Linked DNA regions of Sus scrofa: region 1 is linked to region 2. The links are chromatin contacts, called in public promoter capture Hi-C maps. All regions are on one chromosome and are shown on one strand. The core of a region is the stretch at or near the end of the contact, and the rest is flanking DNA. Distances in the headings are between cores, read along the strand shown.

Region 1 (2,700 bases), core at 15-2,514, 750 kb after region 2:
GCCTCATGTCACCGCCCTGAGTCGGCCTGGCCGCGCTCTCGGGTCCGTCCCTCTGACCGCCGCCGTCCTCTCCTCCACCTTCTGGGCTCCTGCTTCCAGCTTCCCCAAGTCGTCTGACCAGTTCGAAGCCGCTGCTCCTCAGCACATTCCTCCTCCCTCCCGGCCCCTCCCCAGCACTTCCCCGGGGACTGGGGGGACAGCCCCACCCCTCGCACACCGTGTCCATGCAGAGACACGGACCCCGCGCAGAGCCAAGGCCAGGAAGTGCCACGTGGCCCAGAAACACAGGCACCCAAAGGACCCACAGCGCCCAGACTCTGAGGCCGGGGCCAAGCCACTCCACGCGAACACGGGGCCACACCGCGGGCTCCCAGCCGCGTCCCTGCTCCTGTGCTCGGCTTGTGAGTTCTCCCCTGGCGTGAGGGCTGCGAGCAGGAGGAGCCTCTGGCAGATGGGGAGCAGCTGAGGGATGTAGAGGCTGGGCTGGTGGTCAGGGCCCCCCGGGCAGAGCCTCTGGCCTCCAGCCCTGACCCACCCCACCCCCCAAACTAGACCCCCCTCCCAGCCCGGCCACGTGAGTCTGCCTGGGACTCCGGCCGGAGCCTCTTTGTTGTCTGAGCCTTGGTTTCTGCATTTGTCAACTGGGGATTGAGTGTCTGCTCTACCTCTCAGGGCTTCAGCCCATCAGAGCCTCATAGAGGAAACTATGGGCGGTAGTGCCACCTGAACTCAGGCACCCAGACCCAGGAAGGCCCCGGGCGCAGAGCCCGTCTCTGTTGCTACGGAAAGGGCCTCAGGTGTGAAGGATGTTGGGGGGAGAGCAGGGCACAGAGCCCAGAGCTGAAGCCAGCCTGTTCCAGGGAACCTGCAGGCACCTAGGGCCCAACCATGCCAGCTGGGGTTGGAGCAGAATCTAGAAAGTGAGTGGCCCATGGGTGTAGGCCCAGGGAGACCAGGGTTCCGGGCGGGGCACCGGGCACACGGCAGCGGTGGCAGTAGGCGTCCACCGGCGGCCCGCTTGCAGAGTTGGCTTTGCCTCTCTTTTCTCCCATGATGGAGCTGGAGTTTCAACCATTCAGATAACTGGTTCCCTATGCCTTTGACAGGTCCCTCTGATTCCCAACCGTAGCAGATCTCACTTACCTCCGGGAAGCCCTGCGGACGTGTCCCTGGCCCTTTCGGAGGGACGTCAGCAGAAACGGCAATGCTATCTTCCCAGCCCCCCCAAGCACCTTTTGCAGACAGGAGGGTCCGAGGTCACCAGGTTTTATTTGAGTCCAGGGGGCAGACCTTGGCCCCCACCCGGGCCCCAGGGCCCCCAAGCGGGCGTGGGGACAGAGAGTGTCAGCACAGACGACAGCCTTCCAGGCAGCTTGCAGAACGTAGGGGGGCAGGTCCGGAGGAAGCCCGGCGCTCCTCGGGGCCGACCAGGAAGGACAGGAGGAGCGGGTCTAGAGCTCTGCCCGTGGGCGGGGGGTCTCCTCGGAGCAGGCCCCTCGGGGGCCCCCACACAGCAACGCCTCCAGAGCCTCCGCACCTTGTCGGTGGGCTTCATAGATCTGGTCTTCTCCAAACTCCCCCACGTAGTGCCAGCAGGTCGTGGCGAGCCTAGGGCCGCCCGGCAGGAGCATCAGACGCTGCCCAGCCCACAGCGGGGCTGATCCAGGCCGCCCGGGCTCCACCCACCCCAGCCCTCCGGCCATCACCTGCCGGGCCACAGGCCCCCCGTGATCATCACGCTGATGCTCGGCTCCCGCCCCTTGCTAAGTCCTGGGCCTACGAGTCGTTTCACCTGGTCCACTTCTCGAACGCCGTAGCTGGAGGCAGGGGGAGGGGAGGAGAGGGGAGGAGAGGGGAGGAGAGGGGAGGGGAGGGGAGGAAGACAGCACAGAGTGGAGCCCGGCCAACAAGGGACCGTCCCCACAGGAAGCTGCACACACCGGGGCGTCTACCGAGTTTCGTGCCCAGATTCTGATCCTCCTTGATGGAAGACGGAGGACCAGAAAGCAGAAGTCCCTAGCCCAAAGTCCCAGAGCAACCATGTCCCCTGGCCGCTACCCTTCTACAGAGCTCAGACTCTGTCCTGGCCAGTCCCCCGCCTCGGGCTGGAGCCCTAGTAGAGTGTGGGCGGTGTGTGGGTAAGAGGGTGAACCACCCCCGCCCCCCCGCCCCATCAGCCTGGCCCCTGGAGGAGGAAGGGAGGGAGGGAGGGGCCGGGTTTTCAACTCACTCCTGCCAGGTCTGGGAACAGCTCTGATCCAGAACATCTGTGTATACGGACTCACTCAGCCTGTGATGGCCCTCGGAGTCCAGGGTGTGAAGCTTGGCCTCTGCCTTTGTCAGATGTTGCTGCATCTGGAACAGAGGCGTTGAGAACCAGGGCTTGAGAAGGTCTCGGGGACCGGGGATGGAGAAGGGAGGGAGGGCAGGAAGCTGGGTCTTTGAAGAAGAAGGAGGCAGTGCAGCCTTTTGGACAGGAAGCACCTGTGAGCAGACGAGCTCCACTGCCCAGGGAGGGGCGGAGGAGGTGGGAGGTCAGGCCTGCGCACTGGGCTCCCCCCCAGGGTACACCTGCCCATCAGCGTATGCTATTTTAAAGCACAAGAACAAGGAAAAAAACCGCCCAGTCTTCAGTGACACGTGTACTTATCGCCCCTGCGCGTGCACACACACACACACACACACACACACGAGTACTCA
Region 2 (2,700 bases), core at 140-2,639:
ACCAAACATTACCAAATATCCCGTGGGAAAGCAAAAACGCAGTACAAAATACTACTCAATATTACTCAATTTTAGAAGCAGTGTTTTCCCCAAGTCTCACTTAAGTGTGTGTTGCAGATATGTATTTAACTTACTCCGACATTTCCCCTGAGTTCCAAGCAACTAGTTTAAGGCAACGTGAATTAATAATCTTGCCCTCAGTTTAAGGGGAAAAAAAAAATCTGCCAGGCCCCAAATCAGGACCACCTTTACCCAACCTAAGTGAAAACAGACAATTCTTGTTCCACTAAAACGTCTATTTTTGGTCTTACACGATAATAAACAATCACTCCATAGCCTTATCCTGATTTGAGCTTTTCTTCCGAAATAATGGAAAACAGTCCTACGGTAAGGGTTCTGAGAAATTAACTAACCAAATGTCTCTAAGCAAAAATAAATGAGACTGATTTTTAATTTACCGCTTAAGGACTTTTTCTTTCTTCGTTACGTCATAGGAGAGAAGTCCTTGAACGGTCTGTATCTTACAGAGAACAATTATCTTTCTACTTATAGATGGAAACCAAAGCCAAAATAACGATTCCGTCCCAATAAACTACGTCCCTCAACCTCAACACCAAAACTGTCTAATCCATCTCAAAAGTTAAAAAGGCCACAATTCTTTATTCCGTGGAATTAAAAAAAAAAAAAGAGGTGTGACTCAGCAGGACCTGAGACAGGAAGGCAAAATCCTGAAATAAGCTTTGAACGCGCAGCCCTGACTACCGAAAAAGGCCCGTTATTTGTAGTCTCTCCTCATCTTTCCCGGAGGATTCTGACCCCGGAGGCCGCGCCATGCCTCACTGAGTCCCCAGGCCGTGAGCCCGACGGGGAAGGCCCGGCAGTTCCATACCTGGTGGCGAGCGGCAGTGGGGCCCCGGGAGGCTGCAGCACCAACAAGACGGGCTGTTGCGGCTCGGCTGGCACTTATCATGCTGCTAAATGGTAGGAAGAACAAACTGCAAACTACGCGCTCGGAAGGATGAGAGCTGCGCGGCGCGGGGGTGCAGCGCTTCTGGAAACCTCCAACCACGTGGGGTGGGGGGCGGGGGTTGATCACTGCCCCCCGAAAGCCCGCTCTTCCGCTGAGGCGTCTCCTGCGCTGCCTGATCGGAGAATACCTGAACGCCGCTTCCGGAATCAGGGCCTATGGCTAAAACGCTTCGTAGCATGATAGTTAGGGAAGCTGTGTCCTTCCGTGCCGGCTGCGGTAGATCTGGGATCAGCGAGAGACAAGGAGGCTAAGAGAAGGAAAAGGCAGATCGTTGGACAACCCCGGTCCTCGGTGGCAGGAAAGACTCAAGGTCACACGGGATAGATTAGGAACAGATTACAGTCTCCTTGCGTCAGTTGCGTGAGAGGAGGGGTCTGTTGCGCCTGCGCAACTGGCTGCCCTCTAAGGGCCTGGAGCGCATGTGCGGAGGGAGTGGCGGAAAACGGGGGTGGAGTCTGACTTCAGCATTCATAGGATGCTCCAGCTCACGTGAGTTTGGCGGTAGCGTTGCACCGGGAAGCTGGCCAGTACAAACGCCCCGCTCGAGTTGACGTTTTTCGCCTCAGGGACAGCGCCATTTTGTCCCAGGCGTTCAGTGTAACCCTTGGGCTTAAAACCTTTGTTGCCCAACTTTATTCTTTGTCCATCTTTTGGCTGCCGGTTATTATTCCAGTAACTTGAAATACACCTGCATATTGAGTTCTTAGATAAATTCTTGCAGTGTTTTACCGCAGGGACCATGGGTTTTGAACTACTAAATCATTCTTTCATTCACAGAGGTTTGGGACGCATTAGCCGAATTATTGTGTAGACCACTGAGAGAGAAAAAATTCCTAAACTCGGAGTCTTACCCACCCGGCTTTGCTGGGCACCGCTGAGGCGCTGAAATGGAGCAGGGCCCTCATGGGCAGAAAACTCTTTCTTGTTTGTAGGAAATAGGCTTCATTCAGTCTCCTGGGTTCCAAAGGGCAAATTTAAGCCACTGTTGATAATCAGGGAAGGGAGGGGATGCAGAAACATGGGAGGAGCAGTCAAACAATTGGGTATTTCCTGGTGGCCTAGAGGTTTAGGGCTAGGGGTTGTCACTGCTGTGGCTAGGGTTCAAGCCCAGGCACGTAGATGGGGCAGAGAGAGAAACAGTAGTGCAGCCTTAGGGCAGGTTCCTGCTTTCCCAAATTACCTGTGTAAAAGTATCCTTGAATTCTTTAGGAACTAAGCCCCCTCCCCGCTACACTCCAGGTGGAGGATGTTAACTTCAGGCTGAGCAGAAGATTCTAAAAGCACTGTAAATTTTGCCTATTAAAAACTTCTGCCCCGGAGTTCTCTGGTGGCCTAGCAATTAAGGATCTGGTCTTGTCACTGAAGCGGCTCTGACCTTTTGGTTTGTTTTGGACTCACTGTGCCTCAGAGACATGAACTTGTGTCCAGTAACAGCTCCTCAAGCCAATATCTAAACTATGTTGCTCCTGAAAGAAGGTGTGGTCCTGTAACAAGATGTCAATGACCAATCTACTGTGATAATTTTCAATTTTTTTTTTTTTCTTTTTTAAGGGCTGCACTTGTGGCATATGGAAGTTCCCAGGCTAGGGGTCAGATCTGAGCTGTAGCTGCCGGCCTGCACCATGGCCACAGGTAGGCTCCGAGGTGCGTCTGCGACCCACACCACAGCT

The links. Promoter capture Hi-C pulls out the DNA fragments that hold promoters and counts their contacts.
Region 1: a contact with region 2 is called in a promoter capture Hi-C map of fetal skeletal muscle, with 5 times the contacts expected there. The contact joins the promoter of SLC23A1 here to the promoter of HSPA9 in region 2. A contact is called at or near these places in 2 of 5 promoter capture datasets (fetal liver and fetal skeletal muscle), 2 of 47 Hi-C or Micro-C datasets (embryonic fibroblasts and heart right ventricle) and 1 of 2 datasets of contacts at active chromatin or transcription factors (skeletal muscle).

Annotation. Positions count from the first base shown.
Region 1 is chr2:141,276,291-141,278,990 of Sscrofa11.1, forward strand. It overlaps SLC23A1 (solute carrier family 23 member 1), which reads right to left and starts at 1,265. Exons shown (of 16, transcript XM_021084869.1): 1 at 1,144-1,265. It overlaps MZB1 (marginal zone B- and B1-cell-specific protein), which reads right to left. Exons shown (of 4, transcript XM_003123981.3): 2 at 2,231-2,355; 3 at 1,707-1,817; 4 at 1,251-1,608. The coding sequence ends at 1,452. It overlaps LOC110259503 (a long non-coding RNA gene), which reads left to right and starts at 631. Exons shown (of 2, transcript XR_002341937.1): 1 at 631-797.
Region 2 is chr2:140,530,775-140,533,474 of Sscrofa11.1, forward strand. HSPA9 (stress-70 protein, mitochondrial) reads right to left here and starts at 1,390. Exons shown (of 17, transcript XM_005661695.3): 1 at 890-1,390. The coding sequence starts at 970. It overlaps LOC110259501 (a long non-coding RNA gene), which reads left to right and starts at 1,397. Exons shown (of 3, transcript XR_002341934.1): 1 at 1,397-1,519.